Regions from separate parts of the Sus scrofa genome. Here all the other regions are linked to region 1. A link is a contact called in public Hi-C data. All regions are on one chromosome and are shown on one strand. Each heading gives the region's core, a stretch centred on a gene start, on an enhancer-like site or on the middle of the called end of the contact. The rest is flanking DNA. Distances are from core to core; before and after follow the strand shown.

Region 1 (7,228 bases), core at 1,683-4,182:
CACACAAATATTGGCAGGATTTGGACTAATTGGGACACCACAATCGCAGCACAGGCTTAAATAAATAAAGCATACATTTTCAAAATTAGATTTTGTAAGTGCACTGGTTAATTAAAAAGCTATCAAACGGGTTAGCAGATACAAACTACTATATATAAAATAGACAAGGTCTCACTGTATAGCACAGGGAATTATATTCAATATCTTGTAATAAACCATTATATATATGTAATTATGTACATATACGTGTATAAAAAACTGAATCACTTTGCTGTATGCCAAAAACTAACACAAATTATAAATCAACTACACTTCAATAAAAATATAAAAAAATAGGCTATAATATCTCTGCCCTTTTTAAAAAACAGACTTAAAGCAATCTCCAAAGATGTAGCAGATAAAAAACCTTGGCCTATTGGAGACAAAAAAACCAGAGATGACCACAATCCCCAAAATCCTAAAAATATGGTTAATGTGCAAAGGACATAGAAGGTCTAAATTACTGCTAATAGTAATCATCAGACAGCTTTATAGTCAAAAGGCAGTAATTTTTTTTGCTTTTTTGGGGGGCTACACTCACGGGATATGAAGTTCCCAGGTTAGGGGTCAAATCGGAGCTGTAGCTTCCGGTCTACACCACAGCCACAGCAACGAGGGATCAAGCTGCGCCTGTGACCTACATTACAGCCCACGGCAATGCCAGATCCCAGACCCACTCACTGAACAAGGCCAGGGATTGAACCCACATCCTCATGGATGCTAGTTCAATTCATTTCTGCTGCGCCACAACTAGAACTCCCAAAGGCAATTTTTTTAAAGCCTCAGTATAACACAGGGCCTGTCAAAATGTAAAAATTTACCCCAAAGCAGAAAAAAAATTGTTTTTCCTTTTTTTTTAGGGCTGCACCTGTGGCATATGAAGTTCCCGGCTAGAGGTCAAATCTGAGCTGCAGCTGCCAGCCTACACCACAGCAACGTGGAATCCTTAATCCACTGAGGCAGGCCAGGTATTAAATCCAAATCCTCAAGGATACTATGTTGGGTTCGTAACCCACTGAGCAACAAAGGGAACGCCAAAAGAATTTTTAAAGGATGTCAAAGGAGTTCCCATTACAGTGCAGTGGAAACGAATCCGACTAAGAACCATGAGGTTGCAGGTTAGATCCCTGGCCTCGCTCAATGGTTTAAGGGTCCGGTGTTGCCATGAGCTGTGATGTGGTGTAGGTGGCAGACACAGCTGGGATCTGGCATTGCTGCAGCTCTGACGTAGGCTGACAGCTACAGTTCCAATTTGACCCCAAGCCTGGGAGCCTCCATATGCCACAGGTGTGGCCCTAAAAAGACAAAAGACAATTAAAAAAAAAAAAAAGGATGTAAAAAGTATCATGTCTACTTCTTTTGTGTAACTGATGGAAGCATCATAACCATAGTTGTACTGGGGACAGAAAGTGTTTAAGAATCACTGATGTTATCCAAAAGAAGTATTCTAATACCCTCTGAGGTTCACAACTGTCGCCACTGGGCACATGTGGCGGCTGAGGACTTGAAATGTGGATAGTAGACAGAAGAACTGTGATTAATTTTTTTTTTTGTCTTTTTTGTTGCTATTTCTTGGGCCGCTCCCGCTGCATATAGAGGTTCCCAGGCTAGGGGTCGAATCGGAGCCATAGCCACCGGCCTACGCCAGAGCCACAGCAACGTGGGATCCGAGCCGTGTCTGCAACCTACACCACAGCTCACGGCAACACCGGATCATTAACCCACTGAGCAAGGGCAGGGACCGAACCCGCAACCTCATGGTTCCTAGTCGGATTCGTTAACCACTGCGCCACGACGGGAACTCCAGAACTGTGTTTAATTTTACTACATTTTAATTACTTAAAATTTAAAAAGCTACGTATAGTCTATGGCTGATGCCAATCTAGCAGAATGTATAGTGACTATTTTAACACTCTTAAAAGCAGTATTTACCACCACAAACTTTCCAGTGAAAACTGAATTCGACTTTCTCAAGAAATAGTTTTTCATTTTTCCCACTTAAGACAGAAAAATCCCCTCACTCAAAAGAAAGGCGTTGCCCACACTCAGTTTCAGACTCACTTTAACATTTTGAAATTTAAGGAGAGTGGGGGAAAAGGCATGCGACTCACATGTGTCCAGGTGTACGGTTGATGGATTCTGTCATATACTCCATTTTTCTGTATACCCTGATTTTAAAAAGAGAAAATAGTTAAGATTTAGACATTCGTCTACTCATCCGTTTATACAAATCTTCTGCCTCTGAATAAGGCAGCCAAGCCTCGCAAAGCAACAAATGAGAAAAAACACATTCTACCTAGTACCTTTGAAAGAAAGTGATTTCTCTAACAGAACCAAGCGAATTTCGGAGGTTTCTACAAACCCTCGAGCCACTGAACCCGGCGCTGACCTCAAGCGTCACCTGGCGCCAACCCGGGCGAACCCACGGAGAGGCAAGAGGGGGCTGGCTGGGTCCGGCCGCCCTGACAGTCCCCCAACTCCACGGCCCCAGGCCGGCACCGGGAGTGCCTAGAACCCATACTGCAGGAGTCTGCGGGCGGTATCACCGCGCCTGCGGGCCAACCCCCATCTCCACCCGACCCCGACCCTGAGAGTGACACCTCACGCGGGCTCCAGGCTGCCGGCCCACACGCTTTGAGCACGCGGCCCGAGGTCGGCCCACAACTCAGGGAATTGTCCCCTTCCTTCTTAGGGACCCGCGCGACTGCAGCCCAGGTCTCGGCCCCCAGAACCTACTTAATGCCTCTGGGCCAGATCCAGAGGTGCCCCAAAACGAACGCACACTTAACGCCCAGTCAGAGGCCACCACAGCTGACTCCGGGATGGTGACGATCTCGCGAGAAGAGCTCGAGATCCCGCGGGCCGAGAGCAGCGAGTCACAGCAGCGGGTGGGGGCGGAGAAAGGTGCGGGCGTGGCGAGCGGTGGGGAGAATAAGGGGAGGAGTCGGGAGGGGGAAGGGGAGAAGAAGGGGGAGTGGCGGGGGGAGGGGAGGAGGTGGGGCTCTCTTGTCCTAAGGCGCCTGAGACTTAAAGAAACATTACAGCTCTTCTGTTTGGTTATCATCCTTCCCGATCTTCCCTGGCCAGAGCTCACTCAAGCCAGTATATAAGTCACTTTTCAGATATCCCTATTCGGAGCTTGCTTCTTGATTAAATGATTATATAAAAGTTGTAGATAAATGGTACTACATTATACAGAGAAATTAAACTCCATCGAGGGCAGTGCCTTTGTCTATTTTGTTTGCTGTTATATTCCTAATGCCACATCCTAACTGCTCCAACGAATATTTGTTGAATAGATGAAAGAAGGATATGTAAGAAATAATTATTTGTGAAGTCTTTGTTATTTTTAGACCAATCTAATTATTAGAATGTGCTTCCGGAAAGTGCACTAAATATTTCCTTATGACTATATATACCTTGACCCTAGAGCAGATCAGAAAGAGTCTAATCACTCTTTCTCATGACAATATTTCAAATATTTGAAGAAGGCAATCATTTTTCTGTCTTCTAATCCCAAATTTCAAGGAATAATTATGGTCATCTTATAGAACATGATCAAAGAAGGCCTCCCAGGAGTTTCTGTTGTGGCTCGGTGGTAATGAACGGACTAGTACCCAGGAACATGTGGGTTGGATCCCTGGCCCCACCCAGTTGGTTAAGGATCTGGCATTGCTGTGGGGTAGGCCAGCAGCAACGGCTCAGATTGGACCCCTAGCCTGAGAACTTCCATATGCCACAGGTATGGTCCTAAAATGACAAAAAACAAAAAATAAAAACAAAGAAGACCCCCAAGTTACTGCCTAGGGTACTTAAGTAATCTCCCCCTCCTTATTTCCAGATTCCAATCCATCCTTCCAAATGCAAATTTGGCTTTGTTACACTCCACTTTTTTTAATTCTTGAGTGGTCATGATCTGGAGCATTTCCAATTTCTCTGCATAGAGAAAAGACCCTTCAGGATCTGACCATGACATAACCTGTCACGTTCCTAAGCACTCAGACATACAAACCAACTGGCAGGTCCTGAAGGAAGTAATCTTCCTTTGCTTATATCTGAAACACTCGACCTTAAAGATGAAGCTCAAACACCTCGTATTAGTTTTCCATTGTTTCTGTAATGAAATATAACAAATTCTGTAGCTTAAAAAAACACACAGACTTATTATCTTACAGTTCTGGAAGCTGTAAGTCTGGAAGTTGTAAGTCTGAAATAGAGGTTCCTCCTTCAGGTATGGTCTTATAAAATGTTTACAGGAGGTGTATGCCCCTGTAAGAGTGCTAACAGCACTGTTCCACAAGTTCAAGCTCATGGAGAGCAGTCTAGGTCTATTCTCAGTATTCCTTGCACTTAACACAAAACAGACCCTCAATATATGTTGGTAAATTATCTACTTGATAAAACAGTTCTGAAGAGATGCTGTTTATCTTCCCATTTTTTCCATTCATGTAGTCATTTCCCATGAGCCAAATACCACTAAGAACACCACTGTTGTTAAGCAGATTGTGTTTATTATTCATTGAAGAGAATGTAAACACACCATGAAGGGTCATGGAGTGTCTCAGTAAGAGGGTGCTAGGAAAAAAAAACCTATCATGGAATATGGGCTTTGGTTGGGCAACTTGGGGAAGGATGTTCTAAGAAAGCAGGTGTTTTCTCTAGATTGGATGCTGTCAGAAATCAGGGGCAATTCAATGACTGGATATCTCAATAAATCTTATGGATAGCAAAAAAGGCATAAGGGTGAGCAGCAATTAATAAAAAAGTATCAGTCACTCATTCTGGCCAAGAGAGAGTGTTTGGTATTTTAGGCGACATGTATTTATCTATGACATGGTGGCCTTGTATTTATCTATGCTTAGACAATCATGCAGAGGATTTGCTTTGTCTCATTTTATCATGGTCTCAGAAGAACCTACCTGGAGTTGGTACTCTGGAAATTACCTAACAGGAGAATAATGTGGCCTACATGTGAGTACAAGCCAGCTTTCGAATGTCAAGCACTGCTCCTTTTTTCTTTCTCAATACACTCCTTCTATACCCTGTTTCATTTGGCCCCAAGTGCCACAGTGCCAGGCATGTTAAGTGCTAAATATATAACAGGGATAAACACAGACATGGGTCCCTGCCCTCCTGAAGCTTGTTTTACAGATGAGGCTGATATTCAAAAAAAAAAAAAAAAAAAAAAAAAAAAATTACAGTTCTGTAGCAAGTAAATGGTAGATCTGAGATCTGAACAAGAGTTTGTCTAACTCTGTGTCCATGCCCTCACCACCATACCAGGCTGCCCGCCCTTCTGAAGCTCAGGTCAGCTATTTTTAAAGAGAGAAACTGTTTATTTTCCTTATTTCCATTTTTTGTTTAAGAGTGTGTGGAAGATCAACATGAGGTCACTCTGACTGTTCCTCCCAATTCAATGGCCTGAGCAGCAGGACAGTGGCTAAGCATTGCTGTCTCCAGCAGGAACTTCTAGAAGCACAGAGGCCTCCTGCACCCTCAGACCCGTCTGCAGCTTCAGGTTGAGTAGCAATAAATTTGGGAGCTGGGGCTGACCATTCCCTCTGAAATCCCTCCTGGGTCTCAGCCTCTTCAGCAACCACCTTCCCTTCCTTTTCATCTCTTCAGGATCCCTGAAGAAGCAGAGACCAGAGTTGACCTCCATGTGTGCCTCTGAGATGGTGCCACCTGGACACAGAATCCCTAGCCAGTGTCATCATGGCAGACCCGCCAGGAGCTCCCTTACTGCTGCAGGCCTGGCCGTGTCTGCACATTTGTACAGTACAGGAGAGTCTGTGTGACATGAAGTGTGTAGGCAGGTGGGCATGAGATGCCTCTGTGGGGCTGGTGGTCAGCCCCGGAGCCCAGGACCACCACAAGACACGTTGAAGGCTGCCCATATCTGGTCCATGAAGCTTCCAGAGAGGAGCAGCCACAGTAGGAGTGACTCCAGGAGTGGCAGCAAACTGAAGCACAGCTCACTGGACAGCATTCCTGGAGGACAGGACATGGGCACCAGCTGGGCTTTCAATGTCAACAATGTCACGAGCTGCCGGCAGAAGCTTCTCCCAGGCTCTCTTCAGATTTATGAGTTAATGCCATCACTTTTCCTTTTGTAAATGTGCTGTCTTGTCTGGAAGTCAAAGTTGGTGTCACCTAAGTGGGTTCTGCTGCTAGGGATTTGGGGACATACTATGCCTTCATTTGTAAGACAGCAGGGACTCTGGCAACTGTAAAAATTTCCCATTAAGTTACAAGGGGGAGCCCAGAATAATGTGGCCATATGGATTTCCGTCTGGTTAGAGCAGAAAGGCCACAGGCTTTTGATAAATGAAATCCATGCCTATATTTCTCCTTCCACTTACCACCCTTCAGTACCAAGATCTCCAGATATTGAGTATCTCTGCCGCAAACCAGGATGAGCTTACTAGGACTGGTCTCAGAGTGGGATAATACAGGTGAATTACACCAGCAAACTTATTTTCCACTTATGGGTAAGGGAGAAGCCCCACTGCCTTGCAGTCTGATGGTGGTCTCCCCAACCATGATGCCAGGAGCCTGGAAGCTGAGATGCTGGTTCCGAGTTTTCCTGAGAGGTTGGGCCGTTGTTGTTGTTGTTCTTCTTCTTCTTCTTCTTTTTGAAGGGGAGACCCCAGGAGTTTGGCTGCAGTGTGATGTGGGATCTCAGTTCCCAGATCAGAGATCCTAACCAGTAGACCACCAGGGAACTCTGTGGGCCATTGCTCTTTGAAGAGTCACTGGATGTGGCTGCTCAGGGAAGGAAGAGTAGCCTCAAGTGAGGTTTCTCCCTATAGCCAAGGCAGTCTCAGAAGTGGGTGAAACCCAGAGCTTGCTACCAGCAGCAGAAATAAGGAAGAAGTCGTCCACAGGAAATAAGTCCTTCATTCCTGAAGAGGGGTCTGGGAAACGCCTCAGAGCATGCAGCACACAAAAGCAGTTTGTGCACTAGATCTCTTAGAACTCTAAGAGCTTTGCTTCATGTCTAAGATTTTCAAATTATAGACCCTGTAGCCCCAAGGGGTTGCTTCACTCTCTGAGCCTCAGTTTTCTCTTTTCTAAAACTATGTAAGGATCCCTTCCTCATAAAGTTGTTGTGAGAATTTATTGGAATAAGATATATAGAAATGTTAGTAAGCTGCAAGCTGCAAAAATAAGTGCTTAGTAAATTGCA
Region 2 (7,228 bases), core at 1,516-4,015, 850 kb after region 1:
AGAAACTACTGCTTTGGAACAAACCCCCCTCTGATTCTATACAGTGAGGAGAATTTTATAAACAGGTACCAAAGGTAACCAGATAAGCAAAGGCTAATTTCAGTTCTTAAAGCACAGGAAAACAAAAGGTCTGTATCAATCAGGATAAATATAACAGTTATGAAATTGAAACATTTTGTAATAAAAGACCCATTACCTCACAAAAGTTATTTTAAAAGGTCAAATACCTTATGAAAAGGTCCTAGAATTTTTTCCCCAGCATAGGATTTGAAGTTCTGGTTTACAATATGAGTTATCATAAGCCGAGGAGCTCCAGCTTCATTGGTCATTGCTGGAGGCGGCGGCGGAGGGATGCTACTCAAAATCTCTTCTAAACTTCTATTATCAATTTCCTCACTTGGAGTCTCTAAGTAAGTTAAAAGAAAGGGAAGGCAAAGGAAAAAAAGCCTCCATTAGTGTAATTAGTTCGGAGGACTACTGCCTGCTATCTCTGGAGAGATATTATTTATGAAACCTAGGAATCTCTATTTTCACTCAATATAGCATTATCCTAAACTCACAGGGAATGAGAATCTTTCGGGTAAAAAAAAATCTTAAAAGAAATGCCACCAGTCACAAAATTCTATAGAAATATAACTCTTAGGAGTCAAAACACTATATCATAAAGCAAATCTGGAGAAACCACAACCACTTACTTGATAGCCTGCTCCTTGCCTAAACAAGTAGTAAAATCCTATGGCTCTAGAGCCAACTCTCTACATCTCTGAGCACCTGGAGCCTTAACTTTGGACACGCAAGAGCTCAAGCGACATTGTCACAAGGGTTTCATAATGTCACCCAATTCCTGGACTCACAAAAACTACAGTAGTTTCGAGCAAATTATCATCTTCTCTTTAAACACAATTTAAGACCACGGAGGTGAAGTTAGGGTCAAGCAACTTTTCATCATAGTAACATACAGTCACGCCGCCTCCGTCTGAAAGAAAGTCCACTGACTACTGGCTAATAGTGTCGATTTCCGCGGAAACAGAAGACAATAAACAGAAATTAAGAATTGAAGCTGTTTACTCGCCTCCATCCCCCTCCAGGACCGTTACACCGAAACTGCATAGTCTAATCTGTGAAACTCGCCAGACCGCTTTCTTCAGTGGGTCTACGGAACCGACACGAGATGTTCGCACCGCAACCCCGAAGCCCCTCTTGCCCGCGCCCCAAGACACCAGACAGTCCTGGGTTGGGCGCGGACACACCCGGATCCCCCATGCGCTTTCCCGCGGTTGCTACTCACCTGCGGTGGCAGGCGCCCGGCTCTCCGAGCAGCCGGGCGGCGACTCCGGCTGCGCATCGCTGCTGGTGCGGTCCGGGGACTGCGGCGGCCCTTCCTCTCTGCGCCGGGCAGTGGAGGGCTGGGTGCCCTTACGGGGCATGGTCGCTGGGGCCGAGAAAGAGCCGGCGGCAAGTCAGCCCGCGAGCCGCAGGACCTTGAGGGTCCATTCTCCGCTGGCCCGGCGGTGGGATGGGCCCAGCCTCCACCCCACCCAACCCGGGGAAAATTCCGTCCATCTATTTCCGAAAGCCCCGTTTAAAAACCCTGCTCAACGCCAGCGGGTCCTCGAGAAAGAAGGCACAAAACCCCTCGAGGTGCCAAGAAGGCGGGATCCGTTTTCCTAAGTCCAAAGCAAGTGGGAAAACTTAGACGTGCTTGGGGAATCAAGCTTAGTTCTTTTTATTTTCTAAAGTTCCCTTCCCATCCCCCCGACGAAGGTAAGGGTATAAGAATATTCTAACGTAATTTCTAAACGAAGTAAACTGGCGTTTACCGACATGCCCACGCTCCCGGGGCTAGGAATACAAGCGCACACACTTTGAGAGCGAAGAGTTCGTATTAACTTTAGGCTTGAGGGGCTCTCAACTTCCGAGAGCAGCGAAGAACCGGCTGCTCGCCGCCCACTATCCTCTCCTCGCCATTTAGCTCTAGGAGCCCTTGACCGCCCGCGGGCTTTGAGGTGTCCTCACGACTGCCCGATAGGGACCAGTGGATGGGGTCGACCCCCGCGATTTTCAAATCGGAGGCCGGCAGTGCCGGCTCCGGTTCAAATCACCTTGGGGCAGCAGGGGTTTGTACCTCCGGTGTCCGCGGCAGACTCCCGCTAGGCAATAAACCAGGAAAGGTCACCAGTAAGGGCTCAGATCGGGTAATCAGTCCCTTGGGAGAAGAGAGAGAGAGGCAGGGGGCCGGGGCAAGGGGAAACCCTACAGTCCGATCGGGACCAAGTTTTCTGAGAAGAAGTCCACGAAGCTTAAGCCCCGATCCCTCGCGTCCCCTGAGCGACGCCCAAGTAGCTCAAAGAAGTGGCGCCCAGAAGAAGCGCGCGGGAGCCCCGAATGCTGAGGAGAGGCTGAGGGGGGAGGGGTGACAGCGAGAGAAACCTCCCGGCGGCAGCCTCAGCCTAGACTTCGGCCGCTCCAGCTCAAGGCCTTTTCTTCCCAGGTGCCGGCAGACGGGGCAGGAAGTAAGAGTGTGACAACTCTACCAGGAAAAGAGGTACTTTACCTGCGGGACAGTCCACTCAGACCAAGGCTGGAAACGGTTGTATAACCCCCCCGCGTCTACTGGTGTTTCGGCTCCGGGTCCTTCACTCGAAAATGGCGCCTAAAATACAAACTCGAACGGAAATTCGTTACAAATGCGCGCAATGCTTTCTGGGACCCACTAATTTGAAAAAACTGCGGCGATTATGGTCGCCATCTTCATGTCGTTTACACGCATGCGCGAAATGCTGGCGGGACCCTGGCGGCAGAGGACATTTCTAAGTGAAAAAGAAAAGCGAAGCAATGTTTTCCTTGGGCCTATGGACAACAACATTCATATAAAATATATTTTTAAAAAGTTTTGGGAGTTTTGAATAAGAGGAAGAAAACAGAATGGGACCCCGCCCACAGCTAAACAACGGGCACAGAAGCCCAATAACGCTCCTTAACAAGAGGGCGGGCTCGCTAGGGGCGGGGTCTCGGGCCCGCTCGGGTGACGCGGCGGGAAGTATCGCGGGAAGAGGGAGTTCGCTCTGCTCTCAGAAGTCGCTATGGTGACGAAGAGATCCGAGGCTTCTTGGTAACTGGTAGCACCCCTGTGAGAGCGATCGCCACTGCTTTCCTGGAACTTACTTAAGGTAAATCTCTATCTCTGGACGAAGTGAGGAAAGAGTTTAGAGGTTGTGGCCATTACTGGACCCACTTTTCCTGCTTTTAGGGTGTTTGCAGCTTGGAGCATCAGTTATTTTCCATCTCCCTGGAGCACTGGGGCTCTGGACGTAGCTCTTGGGATGCAGAGGAAGCCCTAAGTCTTTGGAGAGAGTAGGGGGACAACAAGGAGAAGACCTCGATTGGTGAATGATCTTGTAGTAAATAGCAAAATAAGGATTTCGAGTTATTAGTATTAGGTCGTTAGCGTCACTAGCGAAAGAGGGTTTCTGGCTTTTAAAATTATTTGGCTGAAAGACTCCGTAATAGAAGAAACGATTTGCTCGTATCATATGTTTATGAAAAAATTATCGATCAGCAAATATTAAGTAGCTTTGTACACGTTGCACTGTGTCAGGCATAAGAAAGATTATCAAGGTAGTATTTCTGTTCCCAGAGAATTTAGTTTTGTTAGTGAGTTTTTAACCTGGAGTTTATGGATCTGGTGGTAGGCGATTGTTCATACCACCTCTCCTCCACTCTCCATCTCCAACCCCTTGCCCCTTTAGCTGTGTACAGAATTATGTCTGCTTGTGAATTTTTCTGAGGAGTTTCCCAGAACTTTTATCAAATTCTCAAACACGATCCTAATCCCCCAAATGTTAACCACTGGTTGATTTGACTACCTCCAATAAGCATTTGTTCAGCAGCTCTAAAGTACTTGACATGGAGAACTGGGAACTCTTTTATTCCCCCTTTTAGCTTTTTAATACTTGGTGCCTGACATACTAAACCCCCAATAAATCCTCTTTATGCATGAATTTAAATTGTCATTCTAAGTAAGTATGTATGACCCTTGCCCTGAGGAGCATATTCAGGTTCAGTGATTCCCAAGAAGACATGTAGAGGCCACTGCCCACAAGTGTAAGAATTTGTTGAAGAGGGGAGACTGGTGTGGTTTGAGTAAGTATTGACTCCTTATTGTAATATACCTTTATATTTGAAGTTGAAAAAAATTGTTTTCGAAGGACAAACTACAGACAGTAAACTCAATGAAAAAAAATTTTGACCCGTAGGTGTGCGAGGAAAATGTAGTAATTCTCTTTGAAAGCATCTGGAATCTTTTGGATTTTTGAAGTCTGTAAAACATAACTAACCCTGAGTTGGAGAGATATTAACCAAGAGAAATGCAAAGACTAGACCAAATTGGGTAGTGTATTTGGGAGACAGCACAGTGGAGTAGAAAGATGTAAGAGATAACAGAATCCCAAATCTCATGTTTTTTTGTCTACATACTTAGACAATTTATCAATTTATCAGTCCCTCTGAGAGTATTTATTATAAAATCAGCATATAATACCTACCTCATAGAATTGTTTATGATTGTCTATCCCACACACTATATTCATTTGATATTGCTGTGTTTTACCATTGATTTTATCAGGGTATGTGCTAAGGATGAATAATGGGTATGTCAAGTTAGAAGAAGGTTAGCTTACGAAGGGTCTTCAAGCCAGATCAAGGATGTTACATATGATACATTTTTAGAATATTAGAAAAAATTTGAGCTTAGGAATGACTTAATAAAAAAAATTAACTATTTATGTGAAATGTGTTAAGAAACTGAGATCAGGCATGGCTGAGATTATTACCGTACATGGAATTGTACTTACTTCCGTGTGGGAAGTTAAAAGTGCCTATGCAGTGGAATGGAAAAAAATCTGAATATATTTGCAGGGGAAAATCTGTAGCTTTTGTAGCTTTTAATGGTTAAGAGTCTGAGCCAGACTAAAAGTCAGTCAGATTCTATCTATTCTTTATGAATCCCTGGATTAGTGATGAGGGGATAAGAAGAAAGATGTCACAAATAAATCCTAGTCTTGCTGCCTTTGTTATTGCTATAAGTAATGATAGGTCTTAGTGACTAATGAGTAAGAAATGTAATTTCAATAAACCAATAAAGTGACCAATAGCTTTAGATTTAGTTGAATCTAACCGTGCTCCACTCAGAATGAATATTTTTAAACAAGTTTAGACTAGTGTCTGTAATGTAGGAAAGACATTCATAGCAAAGTTATAGTGGAGCTTAAATATGGAGTGACAGTAGGACACTCAGAATAAGTGAAGAAGTGATTTGAGAAGAGAATAGAGTCAATAAGAAATAAAGACTTGATTGATCTCTGCCAGTACTTTGGATAAAAAGAAGCTGGTCCAATTGGGAGGGACTAGGTTACAGTCTTGGAAGGTATAACCAAGTCTCATCTTTCTGGTCCCAAATCATCTGCTAAAAACCATTATCTATAATTTAAGGCAAAGAAGAGAATCCTTACTTTTTTGTGTTCAAAAAATTGTACCCTATAGGGAGAAATAAGAATGAGTTTAAAGGGAAAAATTGGAATATAATTAAAATTAACTTTTGCAGGGTTTTTTTTTGTTTTTTTTTTTTTTTTTTTTTTTGTTTTTTGTCTTTTGTCTTTTTAGGGCTGCACCGCAGCTTATGGAGGTTCCCAGGCTAGGGGTCTAATCAGAGCTACAGCTGCTGGCTACGCAACAGCCGTAGCAACCCAGGATTCAAGCCACATCTGCGATCTATACCACAGCTCACGGCAACGCCGGATCCTTAACCCACTGAGCGAGGTCAGGGATCAAACCTGCAACCTCATGTTCCTAGTCAGATTCGTTTTTGCTGCGCCACGATGGGAACTCCAACATTTGCAATTTTTGAAATGCATAGTTAAATTTTATCATCATTATAGCAACATGAGCTTTTTTGTCTGCCTTCTAATGTGGTTGCAGCATTTCACAAAGTCTGAAATTAGATTTGTGGGTAAATGTTTAAAAATATTAACCAAGTTTATAATTAATTATAAATATTTGGATTAATTAGATATTAAAAATAAGTCAAAATGAATAACAAAGATGAATTTATGTAAGTAGTGTATAAGTACTTAGAGAATATTGTTCAAGATGAATAAATTGGATATAGACACAGCCTCTTGATATTATAAGCTCCCTAGTACATGAGTCTTGTTGAAACTCTCACCTACCTAACATAGAAAAAAGTGGGAAGTGAGGAAATGAAGCAGTTTTAAGGGATAGACTGTTTTGAAAAATGTCGTTTTTATTCATATAGGTTGAGATTAGGAAAGATATATCCAGTGGGCAGTAGAGGCAGGGAATATAGTTCAAGAGAGAAGATAAGGTGAGATAGAGTTACAAGAATAGTTGAAACACTAAAATTAAAAATTTAAGGTTGTGAATAGAGAGAGGATAGCACCAGAGAATGTCCATTCTTAGACTCTAGGAAGAGGAAGTAGTTATAGTAATGTCTTAGGTGGGACCCTGTAGATTAAACTGACAGAAAACCCTGTTTAAATTGTCTTGAGGATGGAGTTTCTGTTGTGACTCAGCAGAAATGAATCTGACTACTTTCCATGAGGATGCTGGTTCGATTCCTGGCCTCACTCAGTGGGTTAAGAATCTGGTACTGTCGTGAGGTGTGGTGTAGGTTGCAGACATGTTTGCTGTGGCTGTGGTATATAGGCTGGCAGCTGCAGCTCCGATTCGACCCCTAGCCTGGGAACCTCCATATGCCATGGGTGTGGCACTAAAATAAATAAATAAATACATAAATTGTCCTGAGGAAAAAAAATTATCTTTCATAACCACAAAGTTAGGTGAGTTACTGGATTCATTGTTCAAACGAAGACACCAGGATTTTGTTTCTTTCTTTGCTCTGTTTTGCATTCCCTTGTCTTATTCTCAGGCTTCTCATAGTGGGTGTTACAAGGAGATATTCTTTGTAGCTAGGAAAAGAGTGAATATATGCAGGGTGACAAAAATGCCAATTTTCACTGCATATTTATTATTTATTAAGTTCTTACTGTGTTTTAGGCATTCCACTGGACATTTGTAAGATGTCTTTTTAAAAATCTCTTATGGGAACCTCCATTTGCCGTGGGTACAGCCTTAAAAAAAAGGCAAAAAAAAAAAATCTCATGTCTACTTTATCTCATTTAATCATCATAACCAACCTGTGAAGTAGGTA
Region 3 (7,228 bases), core at 2,937-5,436, 790 kb after region 1:
GGGTGCATCCATTTAAAAAAAGGGAGAAGTTCCTGTCGTGGCGCAGTGGTTAACGAATCTACCTAGGAACCATGAGGTTACGGGTTCGATCCCTGGCCTTGCTTAGTGGGCGTTGCCCCTAGCCTGGGAACCTCCATATGCTGCAGAAGCGGCCTAAGAAATGGCAAACCCCCCCCCAAAAAAAAGAAGGGGGGGGATAGTACCTACTTTATAGAATGGTTTTGAGGATTAAGTGAAATAATGAATTACTTAGTACACTGCTTAGTTCCTAGTAAGTGCTCAGTAAACATTAGCCATTGTAATTAATTTTATTGCATATGTGAGATGACAACCTCTTACTCTTTTGAATGCTTTCTCTAAAATTTATTGGTGTTTACTCATATATTGCTAGAAAAATCTCAGAAATGAGGCAGGTTACAAGAAGGATCACAACATATACTTCTATGTCCAAACTTGCCTAAATGTTAAACAAAAAAAGTGAATTCTGGTTATTATAAACACTAAGAGCATCCCGAAAAGGAAAGAAAATGAGCTATATATTACCATTCATATAAACTATTTTAGGGCCTTAGCACACATGTATATTTGGCATTTGCCATTCTGAATATGTAGGATTATGTGTACACTGTCATGTGTCGAGTAAGAGGGGACTTCGTAACTAGAAAAGTCCTCATCTTTCTCCTTTAAAAGAGAATAGGGCAGTGGCTCAGGAGAGGATTTGAACAACAGACATATTTTATTCCCCTGTCTCTAAAACTTTCTTTCTTTTTTTTTTGGCTGCGCCCAAGGCATGTAGAAGTTTTCCAGCCAGCAATCGAATCCATGCCACAGCAGTGACCCAAGCTAGCCATTGCAGTGACAATGCTGGATCCTTAACCTACTGCGCCACAACAGAACTCTAAAAAGATGAATGTTTCTTGATTTTTCAGCTGTGATACCAACCAGGGTTGGGAAGACATTAGTCAATCTCAGACTTGTCTTGCTTGCTGCAAATCCAACCACTCTGAATATAGGAAACAGAGAAAAGGTGGTGTAGTACAGTTACGACCAATAAGGATCTAATTGTGAGGTGGGCAGACATTCTGATTTGTATCTACTATAGAAACCCTTCTATGGAACTCAGGTCACCTATGTGCAGCTCCATTTAACTGGTCACTAGTCACCAGCAATCTGAGGAATTCCATGGCTTCAGATCTGGACTCCTTGTACAATTACTCCAGTTACATTTTATCTGATATTATCATTTAAATATATCTCGGTGTTCACTTAGAAAAGCAACTTGAGTACAAGACCTGTATTCTTTGTATCTTTCCCACTGTGAACTTAGGCAAAAAACAAATATTGGTTTGTGGTGCAGCAGAAAGGAACGCAACCAGTATCCATGAGGATGCAGTTTCCATCCCTGGCCTCACTCAGTTGGTGGGGGATCCGGCATTGCTGTGAGCTGTGAGGTAGGTTGCAAACTCAGGTTTTTTTCCATGTCTTGGCTATTGTAATAATGCTGTAATGAACAAGGGGATGCAGATGTCTTTTCAAGGCAGTTTTTGTTTTTTTTTTCATTTCCTTCGGAGAAGTGGAATTGCTGGATCATATGTCAAATTTTTTTTTTTTTTTTACATGCTCAATTGTGTAAATACATTTAGAGATCTCTTAATTTAGGCACTTAATATCCAATGTTCTAGGACATTCTGTTCGTAATTGTTGTACCATCATCATATTTATTTTAATTATCCAAACATTTTGAATTTTAAGATTTTTTTCTTACAAATAATTCACATAGTTTTTATTTTGCTAGTCTTGTGTAATTCTCTAATCCATTTCATCAGTGACGGATCCTTAACCCCCTTGCCACAAGAGAACACCCGGATTGAGATTTTTGGAAAACAAAAGCCAGTTAAGAATAGTAAGAGAAAGCTCAGTTATATAGAATAATTAAAAAAAAAAAAGAGTAGTAAGAGATAACTATTTCTTGCTATAGTAAAAAAACTTTTTTTTAGTTAAGGAATGTAGAGAGAAAACAGGTAGAAAAAATGTAACTCAAAGCATTATTCAGCCATATTTATCCATTTTAACTGTAATGGGTTTACATTTTAAAAAATTATTTAGGAGTTCCCGTCGTGGCGCAGTGGTTAATGAATCCAGCTAGGAACCATGAGGTTGCGGGTTCGATCCCTGGCCTTGCTCAGTGGGTTAACGATCCGGCGTTGCCGTGAGCTGTGGTGTAGGTTGCAGACGCGGCTCGGATCCTGTGTTGCTGTGGCTCTGGCATAGGCTGGTGGCTCCAGCTCCGATTCAACCCCTAGCCTGGGAACCTCCATATGCCGCGGGAGCGGCCCAAGAAATGGCAAAAAGACCAAAAAAAAAAAAAAAAAAAAAGTATGCTGGCTTTGTGTGAGAAATAAGAGCAATAAGAAAAAAAAAAGTACTAGTATCTGCTTGTGCTTGTTTGTTCAAAAAATTATTTAAAATTAAAAAATATTAAGACATTAATGATTAAAATTTTAAAAATCATCAAGACTTTTATCTAGGTTCAGAGCAAAACTGAGGCTAAAGTACAGGGAATTCCCATGCATTTCCTGCTCCCTCTCCATGCATAGTTCATCCCGTCATCAATATCTTCTCTGGAGTGGTGCATTTGTTAAAAGTGAAGAACCTACATCATAATTACCTAAGGTCCCTAGTTAACATCACCGTTACATTTTTTTTTTTTTTTTCCTTTTTAGGGCTGCACCCGCTGCCCATGGAAGTCCCAGGCTAGGGGTCCAATGGGAGCTGTAGCCGCGGGCCCACACCACAGCCACAGCAACGCCAGATCCGAGCCACGTGTGTGACCTACACCACGGCTCACAGCAACGCGGGATCCTTAACCCACTGAACGAGGCCAGGGATGGAACCTGCAATCTCATGGTTCCTAGTTAGATTCATTAACCACTGAGCCACTACGGGAACGCCCACTCTTACATTTTTTAAAAGAGAAAATAATATAAAAGTATGCTGCATTTATTGCTATGGAAAGATATTAACGTATTGCTTTGACAAAAAGGAAAACTCCTTATCAGGATGACACCAATGTTTAAATAAAAAATTTGTGTGCACAATAAAGCCTACATGTATATATTCCACCACATTACAGTGGAATCCACACATCATAAGCAATCTTTTCAGTAGCTGAATTGGTAAACATATAGGAGGTTGACTCAAGACTCACTGCTATTACCTTAGTGTGATTTATTCTGTTTACTATTTTTCTGTAATTTACTGCATAAGAGCATAAGATCTGAAAGTACTGGCAATACACAGTATATGGAGGCTAACAGTTCTATTTTGCACACGTGATCGACTTCTATCTGCTGTTAAGAGAGGCAAGCTGTGATGAGTTTGTCTTGAGCCACATACAGCTGGATACGATTTCTCAAGAAAAAGGGTAAAGGACTTACTGAACTGTGCGTTTTCTGAGTCTGGGACTAAGAAAGTGAAATAGGAACTTGGTGGAGAAATTGAATTGGAAGTCAGGAATTCTGCGCAACAGCCATCTCCAGGCAATAATTTCACAGCGTGGAAAGAGGGCGCGGGGCTGGGGAGCGGGAGGAAGAGTAAGGAGAGATGCAGGGAGATCCTGAATCCTAAGGTCCCACTAGCTCTCCCAGAGTCGGCTCTCTTTAACTACACGAGAATTCTCAATAATCAGAAGCCCCCTCCTCCTTTGCTAGAACCAACTACTTTGGTGGGTTTATGTGTCCAGAGTCCCTAAACAAAAGGAAACCAGGGTTCAGGAGAAGACAGAGCTTGCCCAGTGGGGTGCGTCTGCCCTCAGGGCTCAGGGAACCTGTGAGGTCAGATGAAAGACGCTGCCCTTTAAAGTCTACATTTACGACGTGCCGGCTTAAATCCAGGTTAAATAAGGTGTGGTATGAAGCTTTTTTATAAAAAACATCGGCCTCCGCTAGACCCCGCCTCTCCTGCAACACCGCCCAGTTGCCCTCCAAGGCAGGAGTCAACGCCGCCAGAAGGGCTCCCTGCTGCGCGCCTGCCTAGCTCCCGGGTGGCAACCCATGCATAGTGCGCAGGCGCAGAAACCACGCCCGTCCTCGCGCCCAGCCCACGCGATCACGCCCCCGCCCCGCCCGGCCCCAGCTGTCGGCAGTTTACTTTCGAACCACGGCCCCGCGCTCTTTCCCATTGGCTGGTGCCACGCAGTTGAAGGTTGCCGGGACACTGCGCCTGCGTTGTAAGGCTCGTGAGCCCCGCCCCGTCTGGGCACCTGAAGGCCCTCAGGGCGGAGGAGGGCGGGTACGCTGCGCAGGTCTTAGCTTCACACTGCAGGTTGTGGAGCTGTTTCAGCCGGTGGAGGTACCTGGTTCGCTCGTCTCCACGGTGAGTCTAAGAGCTTCTCTTCTTTTGGAGATGGCGGCTCTGGGTCCCTCTCTTCCCCTGTAGCGCAGGCTGGTGTCCTGCGGGGTTTGGAGGAGAGTCGAGGGGCTTAATGATGGAGAGGGCTGGCTTGGGTGCCGCATCGCTTCTCGTTCGTCCCAGGTGCAGCGTTTGAAGAACCTCTTTGCCCCCTTCCGGTGTGGAACTGCGTTTTCGTGAGGAAGGACCCTTCTGTGGCGTGAGGGTGGGAGGAGCGGGGCTCCGCCGAGCTGGGAGACCTCGCGGGGATTCGGAGCCGAGGGAGCCGGGGCGTTGGGAGAGAGACCCCGCGGCGGGAGGGGGGGAGTTGCCCTTAGCTTTGGGGTAGGGGATGGGAAGGGTAGCGCTGTTTTAGGCCTCTTCTTTTCGAGAGGTTCTCATTGGATTTAACAGGAGTAGGTGTAATTATGCCCATTTTACAGATGTGAGACCTCAGTTTTGAGAGGCATTAAGTAAAACTGACCCAGGATCTCTCAACATTTAAATGGCTGAACCAAGAGATGAACAGACGTATTGATGGGAATAACCTAAATCAAGATTTATAATTTTAAGCTGGCAAAAATCTTCACTTAAATGGATGCTTCTTGTCTTCCGACTAGCTTTCAGCAGTCTGAAATGACCGTGAATATTTGCTCCCTCATCACCATTGTTGGCGAATATTTTCAAGAGCTCCGAAGTTAGTTGACGCTCTAATAAGAGGTCCTTTGTGACAACTTACTTGGTCACAGGATTATTGGGATTTTCCAGGTGCAGTTGGTGCCGCTCCTGCTGCTCCACAGCTTTTGATGTTTGTCACTACTTTTCTGAAAACACAGGCTTAGAGAGCATAAACATCAAAGGCAGTGAAATAACAGCCATTCCCTATGATATCGTATTTAATGTATTTTTTTGAGAATGTAAATCCAGAACATTAAAGTTATTTTTATTTTAGAATAAGAATAAAACCATCTGAAAAAGTTGGAGAAGATAGAGTATATTCAGTCTTCAAACCAGAAGGTCAACAAAGTGGTAAGTTCTGGGAAATTAAGTGAATATCAAAGAAATTTTCAGTAAATTTTTACTGAGTGTATGACAAACTGTAAGGTGAAAAATTTAAATCTTTTGAAAAAAGATATGTTGGTGGGTGTATAAAATGCAAACATATAGATGGAGCATAAAGTGAAAAGTAAACAACTCCCTAATCTGATCTATAGCTTAAAGTTAGTCGTTAGTCACTATTAACTGTTTTGTTTGTCCTCCTAGAAATTTTAAAAGGATATGTGGAAACAGAATCCGACTAGAAACCATGAGGTTTCGGGTTCGATCCCTGGCCTCGCCCAGTGGGTTAAGGAGCTGCGGTGTAGGTCGCAGATGCGGCTCTGCTCTGGTGTTGCTGTGGCTCTGGCATAGGCCAGCAGCAAGACCTCCGAATGGACCCCTAGCCTGGGAACCTCCATATGCCACAGGTGCAACCCTAAAAGGACAAAAGACAAAAAAAAGGATATGTGCATCTTAATACAGACAAATACATTTAACACATAGCGATCTCCAAGTTGAATTTATTAGGTTATCTGGATACTTTTTTACCATGTATTTACATATTGATCTGCAGATCTGCATTCCTTTTTAATGACCAAGTAGCTATTCTTTCTTTCTTTTTTTTTTTTTGCTTTTTAGGGCCTCACCAGCGGCATGTGGAGGTTCCCAGGCTAGGGGTCCAATTGGAGCTGTAGCTGCCGGCCAACACCACAGCCACAGCAACGCAGGATCTGAGCTGCATCTGTGACCTACACCATAGCTCACAGCAGCACTGGATCCTTAACCCACTGAGCGAGGCAAGGGATCAAACCTGCATCCTCATGGATACTAGTAGGGTTCATTGCCACTGAGCCATAACAGGAACTCCTCTTAGTTACTTATTTATTTACTTATTTTTTTGGTCTTTTGTCTTTTCACGGCTGCATCTGAGGCATATGGAGGTTCCCAGGCTCGGGGCTGAATCAGAGCTGTAGCTGTCGTCCTACTACAGCCACAGCAACGTCCTACAACAGCCACAGCAACGCTGGATCCAAGCCTGCCCACTGAGGGAGGCTGATGGAAGTCCTCATGGTTGCTAGGCTCCTCATGATTGCTAGTTGGGTTCATTAACCACTGGGCCACGATGGGAGTGCTCCTTCCTGGTAACTTTTAAAAAGGAAGAGGAAATCTTGAACTAAGTTATGAATTTGTACTTAGGCTTTTAGTATTCACTGGAGAAAAATAACATTTCACTTGGGTTATTTGAATTTGTTCTTTTGCTTTTTAAAAGTATAGAATAATATAAACTGATTCTAAAATTAATTTAGCAGGAGACAGGTTGCATAACAGGCAATACACTAAATATTTTTAAAGCTTTTTATTGTTTTAAAATAAAAATATGTATATATATAAATTTATATCTCTTCAAGATAATGGACAGTTGAAAAAGGTAGTAAATTATTTTTTAATCATATCCCATTTTAATATGCTTCTAAAATCCAATTAAATTACCACTTTTGGAAAAAAATGAACAAAGTTTACCATTTTAAGTTTTTTTTTTTTTTTTGTCTTTTTGCCATTTCTGAGGCTGCTCTCGCGGCATATGGAGGTTCCCAGGCTAGGGGTCTAATCAGAGCTGTAGCCGCTGGCCTACGCCAGAGCCACAGCAACAAGGGATCCGAGCCGTGTCTGCAACCTACACCACAGCTCACGGCAACACCGGATCATTAACCCACTGAGCAAGGGCAGGGACCAAACCCGCAACCTCATGGTTCCTAGTCGGATTCGTTAACCACTGCGCCGCGACGGGAACTCCGAATTT
Region 4 (7,228 bases), core at 2,946-5,445, 670 kb after region 1:
TTCTTTGGTCTTTTTGCCATTTCTAGGGCCGCTCCCACGGCATATGGAGGTTCCCAGGCTAGGGGTCCAATCGGAGCCACAGTAACACGGGATCCGAGCCGCGTCTGCAACCTACACCACAGCTCACAGCAATGCCGGATCCTCAACCCACTGAGCAAGGCCAGGGACCGAACCCGCAACCTCATGGTTCCTAGTCAGATTCGGTTACCACTGAGCCACGACGGGAACTCCCTGGATTTGAAATCTTTGAGTCCTATTCTGTTTTTTTACCAAGTTCCCCATATTATTCTTCAGTAGATACCACATATTAGTCAACTCACATGATATTTGCCTTTTTCTGTCTTAGTATGATAATTTCTAGGTCCATACATGAAACTCCAAAAGGCATTATCATTATTAATTTTTTTGGCTGCACTCACAGCATATGGCAGTTCCCCAGCAAGGGATCAAATCCGGACCACAACTGTGACCTATGCCATAGCTGTGGCAACCCTGGATCCTTAACCCACTGTGCCAGGCCAGGGATGGAACCCACACGTCAGCAGTGACCTAAGTCACTGCAGAGACAATGCTGGATCCTTAACTCACTGTGCCACAGTAGGAACTCTGAACTGGCATTATTTCATTCTTTTCATGGCTGAGTAATATTCCATTGCATATATGTACCACATCTTCTTTACCCATTCCTTTTTTTTTTTTTTTTTTGGCCACACCTGAGGCATGTGGAAGTTCCCAGACCAGGGAAACCATACCACAGCACTGACCCAAACCACTGCAGTGATACCAGATCCTTAATCCATGTGCCAAAAGAGAACTCCCTATCCATTCCTCTGTCAAAGAACATTTAGTTTGCTTCCATGCCTTGGCTATCGTAAACAGTGCTGCAATAAACATTTGGGGTGTATGTAACTTTTTGAATTATAGTTTTCTCTGGATAGATGCCCAGGAGAGGGATTGCTGGATCATATAATTAGTTTTTAAAGGAATCTTCATACTGTTCTCCATAGTGACTCACCAATTTACAGTCCCACCAACAGTGTAGTTGGGTTCCCTTTTCTCCACACCCCATCCAGCATTTACTGTTTGCAGACTTTTTGATGATAGCCATTCTGACTGGTGTGAGGTAATACCTCATAATTTTGAGTTGAATTTCTCTAATAATTAGTGATGTTGAGCACCTTTTCATGTGTTTTTTGGCCATCTGTTAGTATCAACAGCTAGCCTTTTAATCTCTTACCTTTCAAGGACTTTACTCAAAGTAAGAAGTAATTTTTTCAAGGTTCTTCAAAAGTTTAAAAAGTTCTGGCAATAAAGAGGAATGAACAAAGTCCCCCAATACCTGATCAATTCTGTTTTCCTAATGAAAGTATATTAACAAAGGTCCAATGTTTTTTCTCTCTCAAAAAAACCCAACACTCTAACTATAAAAAAACACCAATTGAATTTTAGTGAAGATTTAGCAACATAATATTTAGCATAAAAGTTCTTGTTTCAGCAAATACTGCCTAGAATTTTGCTCAAGAAACCATACATAATTCTCCAAACAGTAACAGAAGCTCTAAGGTACATATTCTAGATTAAAGAGCGATTCCACAATCTTCAATTCAATGTATGTATCATGAGAATATTCCAAACTGTTTAAATGATATAATTATCAATTTAATTATTTTCGATATTACATTTGATCAACTAAAACCTGTATAAAGCTTCACAAACCCTCTCACAAATCTCTGCTGCAGAACAGAAAAAATTCCTTTAGTCAGAAAGTGACTTCCAAGAGGAGAATTTCATGACATATTGAAAGCTTGTTTCTTCATAATATTCTAGTCTTTCCTTATACCAAAGTAGTAACAAGTCAGGATATTAAGTTACCTGACACCAAACATCCAATCTGAAAACAGACCTCAGATGTAATTTTATTGTGTTTGGTTATGAGTATATTTCATATACACAAAAACCATTTGTTAAAGTCTATGTTGAAGTAGCATTTTACTGTTTCCTTAGTTCAGCATATTCAACTTCTTAAACTTCCTAACTATACTTAGAGATACCATCTTGCCAATTAGATTGCCAATCTGCATTTAGATCTATTACCAACTCCAGGAAAAAATATTCTACTCCTTTTATAAATTATGTATCTTCTATCTGGGAAGAACTAGAAGTACAGACATTCACATGTAAAATGAGTGGCAATGGGTAATGATAATTTCAAATGAAAAATTTAGGCTAGCAAACACTTCCTAAGCATTATAATAATTTGTATTAGAAAAGTGTGTCACAGCTAATTTTAAACATGTGGGGGGGAGGGGTGTGCCCTGAAACCTATGTCTGATCTACTCCCTGAACTTTAACCCTGGAATGAGCATGAATTCAAACTAAGAATTCTTAAAAGGAACCCAGTGTAGATTAGAAACGGTTAACAACTCAATCACCTTTTCAATCAAGAAGTGTTAGCTTGTTTTTAACTTCTGGAACATACACTCTCCACAGATTTAAGTCCTGCCTTTGACAGTCACTGAGTTACACGTGCCAAGACCTAGGTGCCAGATATACAGAGAACAAAATAAATATGGTCCTTAACTTCAGAGAGATCACTGTCTAAAGGAGAGAGACTTCAGATAGTAAACAAATTTTAAAAAAGCAAAATTACAAGTTGTGGTTATTTACTGTTTGTATTGCATCTGTCTTAGTAGACAACTGTGATCACACCCTAGTACTACAGGATTCTGAATTGAATTTTCTTATCCTAAACCCATTCTGAAAACAATTCTACAATGTGCAATGTTACTTCAATTAAATGATTCTTTGGAGAATAAAGATTTGCAATGAACAACGTTTTAAACTTAAAATCTTAGCATTGAATTTACATTCAAGTTAACCTTCAGTGTCAATTATTTCCAGGTACAGCTTCTGTTTGCCTAGGCAGCGGAAAGTACACAAAGAATTGAGAATTTTAAAGGTATTATTCTCATTTTAAACGCTTTATCGCCAAACTTTCTACTACAAAAAAAAAAAAAAAGAGAGAGAGAAAAAGAAAAAATCGTATGGAAGTGGGAGCGAAGGGGGCGAGGTTGTAAAAGTTCTCAAAGGACTTTAAATCAGGGTCGCCTCTCCCTATCTAGCCAAATTTAAACACACCCAAGTCTTCTAAACGTCCTCAATCCCAGCCCTGCTTTCCTTCTGACCTCAGTTACTGCTGACTTCTTCACATTTCCCTGTACATCTGAGGCGCTATCAATTGTACTTAAATATATTTCTAACCCATTTTCTCTCCTTCTTTAAAATATGGTATTATGTTCTTTTACAGCTTGTGTTATTTCTGCCTCTGATAATAACACTCCTGGTAAAGATGTATATCTTTCGAACTCATCTCCTTTCTCAACAGAAGTACAATATTACATTTTCTCTGTCAGGTACCACAGTCCTTGCCTTCCATAAGTTAGTACATTGTGGCCAGGGAGCTCCTTTAACTTTCGAAGACAAAATATCTAGGAGGTGGTACACCAAAGGATCATCAGAACGTTCCAAGTTCTCACCTGTTGAGGGAACTTGATTAGAGGGCATGAATCACATTTGTCTAAAGCGTCCTTTCACCCAATGTCCCTCCCGCTTTCCGCTGCGCCTCGCAAAGGCACGTCACTTTGGTCAGTCCAGGCCCCGCGGCTGGGCCCCCAGAAAGCAGGGACCCACTGCCAGGGTATGGAGCTCGGCCAAAAGGAGCGGAGGAGTCCGGACCCGGGATGGAGCCGAAGCGCAGATTGCACTTACTCTAAAGTCAGCAGAACGCGCAAAGAATGTCCTGGAAGAGAAGGTGCACCGAAAAGAACGTACTTTAACTCGGCTTCGACCCCGGACCCCAGACGTCTGGGGCGGGCTCTACAAACAAAAAGCAAACCAACTCTTTCCTGCGAGTCCCCTTCGCCTTCCCGCCTCCCTTCAACCTTTCCAATTCTCTTTCGGTTCCTTCCCCTAACCTCCGGAGGCACGTGGTCCCTCCGAGCTCTGCCCCCGCCGCACCCCTCCCTTCCTGGCCCGGCCCCCCGGCCCCTTCCTCCCAGAGTCGCCCGCTTCCCCTTTCCGTTCTCTCTTCCGCCCCCGCTCTCCATCGTTCTTTCTGATTGGTCGAGCGCACCGGGGTCTGGTTGGCCAATCGGCAAGCTGGGCTGGCGGTGATGGGCGTGGCCGCGGCGCCGGGGCCCTCAGATCGAGGCTGCCTCCCCCTCTCAGCCGGCAGCACATTCCGCCGCCGTTGCCGCCGCCCGGCCCCGCAGTTGTCTTCTCCCGAGCTGCTGTCGCGCAAGGGTTAGGGCTTGGGGGGGGGGACGGGCGGGAGAGGAGGAGAAGGCCGCTGCGGAGGCAGGTGTGAGGAGGAAGGAAGCGGCGGCGAGGCGAGCACAGCAGCTAAGGCGGCGGCCCGGTTCCTGGGAGTGTCGGTGCGGCGTGGTGGTTGGGGCGGATCCCGCGGGGCCCGGGCGGGGGAAGGAGTCACCGGCCCGGCCATGGCGGACAGCGAGAAACTGGACAACCAACGGCTCAAAAATTTCAAGAACAAAGGCCGCGACTTGGAGGTAAACTCGGGGGCGCAGGAGGGGTGGGGGCCGTGGGCCTCGGGTCGTCTCCGCTGGGACTCGGAGTATAGGGAGTAGGGGCGGGAGCCGCTGCCGGGCCGCGGGGGAATGGCGCTGGGGGCCGGCCAGTCCGTGACGCCTGTGCTAACGCGCCGGGAAGTTTGTCTAGGGCCTGGTCCACCTCTGCCGGCGAGCGAGGTGTGCCGGGGTACGGCCGGCGCGGCCTAGGCCTGCCCCACGGAGCCGGCCCGGCGCGAGTGCGAGGGGCTAGGCAGCGCGACTGGGAGGCCGGGTGCGGCGAGTGCGGAGGAGGCGTGCGTGTGCGGCGCTGCCCGGGCAGGGCTGCGGCCCCTACCCCGGTAGCGGCGGAGATTCCGGTTTTCGCTCCCGCACCGACGTCTGGCGCAGGGGGAAGGAGGGCGGTGGGAGGTGGGAGATCGGGCGTGTGGCGACCAAGTGGGGCTCGGAACTTCCTCAGCGAGGTCCGAGTCGTCTCCACTTAAAGGCATTTTTTCTGGTCTTCCCGACTCCCGCTTTACCCCTGCCTCCCTCCAATATCCAAACTACAGGAGTCAACTTCTCCGTTGAAAAAAACACCCCCGGCGTGAGAGGCCATCCTGGTGATGCTAACAGTGCCTTCCAGCGGCCTGTGTTTTACTGTGGATATAGTTGATTCAAGATGTGGCTCACGGTGTGCCCTCTTCTAGGCAGAGGATACCCCTTATTTCAGCTTGTTCACAAATCTCTTTACCCCCTCCTGAGAGACCAGCAGCTGCATTCTTACTCATAAAGTCCAAAGGGTTATACAAAGCTGTCATCCTCTAGTCTACAGTATCCTTTCCCTCCACCTGCAGGTGGTGGTAGTGGGGGATGGGTGGGCTGTGGAATGGCACCATCACATTTTTATTATTTTAAAAGGATGAAAAAAAACCCTTCATTATCTTAGGTAACAGCTGCTCCTGAGGTTCTTAGGCTACAGAAGGTGTGCAGGTTAAACACACACACAAATCACAGATTTTTGATAGAAGACTTCTTCCCTTCAGTTTTAAGAGTCTAGGTAAATACATTTTTTTGATATTTCCATTCTCTTCTGAATCAAGAGTTTAACTTTTAAGAGAAAGTGTCAAGTAGTATTTTTTTATATTGTTTCTTTGTACTTTTTTATACTGAGATCTTGAAATTCCCATCATCTGTTTGTGAACTCTGAGCATTTGCTTGACTGAGGAACTATTTGGGGGGCTCTCCATAAAGCTATTCACTCTCTAAGGTAGCTAGTGCTGTTTTAGTGGGTTTCCTAGTTTGAAGGATTATATAAGTATCTGGTTGATTCTGTGATTGTTCTAAGGTTAACATAAGACAATTTTTATACTCTCTTTTTTAATGAAAAAAATGTTAACATTTTTGTTGAGGTCATTCACGTGCCAGAGAAATCGCCATTTAAATGTAGAACTTGTGATCTTCAGTAAGTTTACCTAGTTGTGTGATGATCTGATGAAGAAAATTTTAAACTAATACGGATATTTAAAAAGAGGGGGGAATTACAAATTACAAAACCCCCGAAAAATAAATGCCACAATGTTACAAAATCCATAAAAATAGCAATTAATGTGTGATAAATCCTTCTCATCCCACCCACCCCCACCCCTACATTTCTGGCTGCATTTTTTTTTTTTTTTTTTAAACAGCTTCATTGAGATCTAATTCACATACCATACAGTTCACCCATTTGAAGTGGCTTCTGGAGTTTTCACATAGTTGTGCAACCATCAGCACAATCAGTCTCAGAACATTTTCATCACCCCAGAAAGACAACCAAACTCACTAGCAGTCACTCTCTGTCTTTTCAGATTTGCCTGTTCTGGGTATTTCGTATAAATGGAGTTACACAATAGGTGACTGGCTTCTTTTAGGTGGCATAATGTTTTCAAGGTTCGTAACACATTGTAACAAGAATGTTTATTAGTGCTTCATTCCTTTTTATAGATGAATATTCTAGTGTATGGATATACTGTATTTTGTTTATCCATTCCTTAGTTGATGGACATTTGCATTGTTTCCACTTTTTACAGTTATGCATGGTGCTGCTCTCTGAACATTTATCTCCACATTTTTGTGTGGACCTATGTTTTCATTTCTTTTTGGTTATGTACTAGGAATAGAATTATTAGGAATGTAATTACTGGCTCATGAATTATTTTATGTATAACTTTTTATGGGGCTGCCAAACTTTTCGGGTGATCCTTATTTTTTAAATTAATGTTTCCTTTTACTGTGTATCTCTTACTGCTTTAGTCAAAATAAGAATTAAGTGCTGATCCTGTATTAGAACAATATTATATATTTTTTAATACCTGTAAATAATACAGTAGATGGGGGGTTTTGAGGAGCTTATTGTGCCTTGTGGGCATCCTTTGGTGACTTTGATAATCCTATGTGTACATTACGAATATGAATGTTTTCACATTTTCATCTAAGGAAATGGAATATGACTTTAATAGAAAGTCATACTTTCTTATTTGTGATTTATTTGAAGTCAGACATGCCTGTAATGAGATAGAAACATCTTTTATTATCCTTAGAGAACACTAGAATGATCTGTTTTATATGTTTATTACATATACGCCTATGTCTCTCAAAACACACTAATTTTGCCCATTTCC

The links. A called contact is a pair of places that touch in the nucleus more often than the background predicts.
Region 2: a contact with region 1 is called in a Hi-C map of liver, with 7 times the contacts expected there. The contact joins the promoter of IFT80 here to the promoter of NMD3 in region 1. A contact is called at or near these places in 2 of 5 promoter capture datasets (fetal liver and liver), 3 of 47 Hi-C or Micro-C datasets (liver, retroperitoneal adipose tissue and skeletal muscle) and 2 of 2 datasets of contacts at active chromatin or transcription factors (alveolar macrophages and skeletal muscle).
Region 3: a contact with region 1 is called in a Hi-C map of liver, with 5 times the contacts expected there. The contact joins the promoter of TRIM59 here to the promoter of NMD3 in region 1. A contact is called at or near these places in 2 of 5 promoter capture datasets (fetal liver and liver) and 4 of 47 Hi-C or Micro-C datasets (heart right ventricle, liver, retroperitoneal adipose tissue and 1 more).
Region 4: a contact with region 1 is called in a Hi-C map of liver, with 4 times the contacts expected there. The contact joins the promoter of KPNA4 here to the promoter of NMD3 in region 1. A contact is called at or near these places in 2 of 5 promoter capture datasets (fetal liver and liver), 7 of 47 Hi-C or Micro-C datasets (heart right ventricle, liver, retroperitoneal adipose tissue and 2 more) and 1 of 2 datasets of contacts at active chromatin or transcription factors (skeletal muscle).

What each region holds. Positions count from the first base shown.
Region 1 is chr13:100,920,389-100,927,616 of Sscrofa11.1, reverse strand. It overlaps NMD3 (60S ribosomal export protein NMD3), which reads right to left and starts at 2,932. Exons shown (of 18, transcript XM_021069741.1): 1 at 2,776-2,932; 2 at 2,151-2,207; 3 at 1-55. The coding sequence starts at 2,194.
Region 2 is chr13:100,073,685-100,080,912 of Sscrofa11.1, reverse strand. It overlaps IFT80 (intraflagellar transport protein 80 homolog), which reads left to right and starts at 2,765. Exons shown (of 20, transcript XM_021069731.1): 1 at 2,765-3,170. SMC4 (structural maintenance of chromosomes protein 4) reads right to left here and starts at 2,764. Exons shown (of 24, transcript XM_005669952.3): 1 at 2,555-2,764; 2 at 1,289-1,432; 3 at 228-406. The coding sequence starts at 1,427.
Region 3 is chr13:100,130,075-100,137,302 of Sscrofa11.1, reverse strand. TRIM59 (tripartite motif-containing protein 59) reads left to right here and starts at 4,186. Exons shown (of 3, transcript XM_005669954.3): 1 at 4,186-4,374; 2 at 5,342-5,418.
Region 4 is chr13:100,250,044-100,257,271 of Sscrofa11.1, reverse strand. KPNA4 (importin subunit alpha-3) reads left to right here and starts at 4,195. Exons shown (of 17, transcript XM_021069735.1): 1 at 4,195-4,568. The coding sequence starts at 4,500.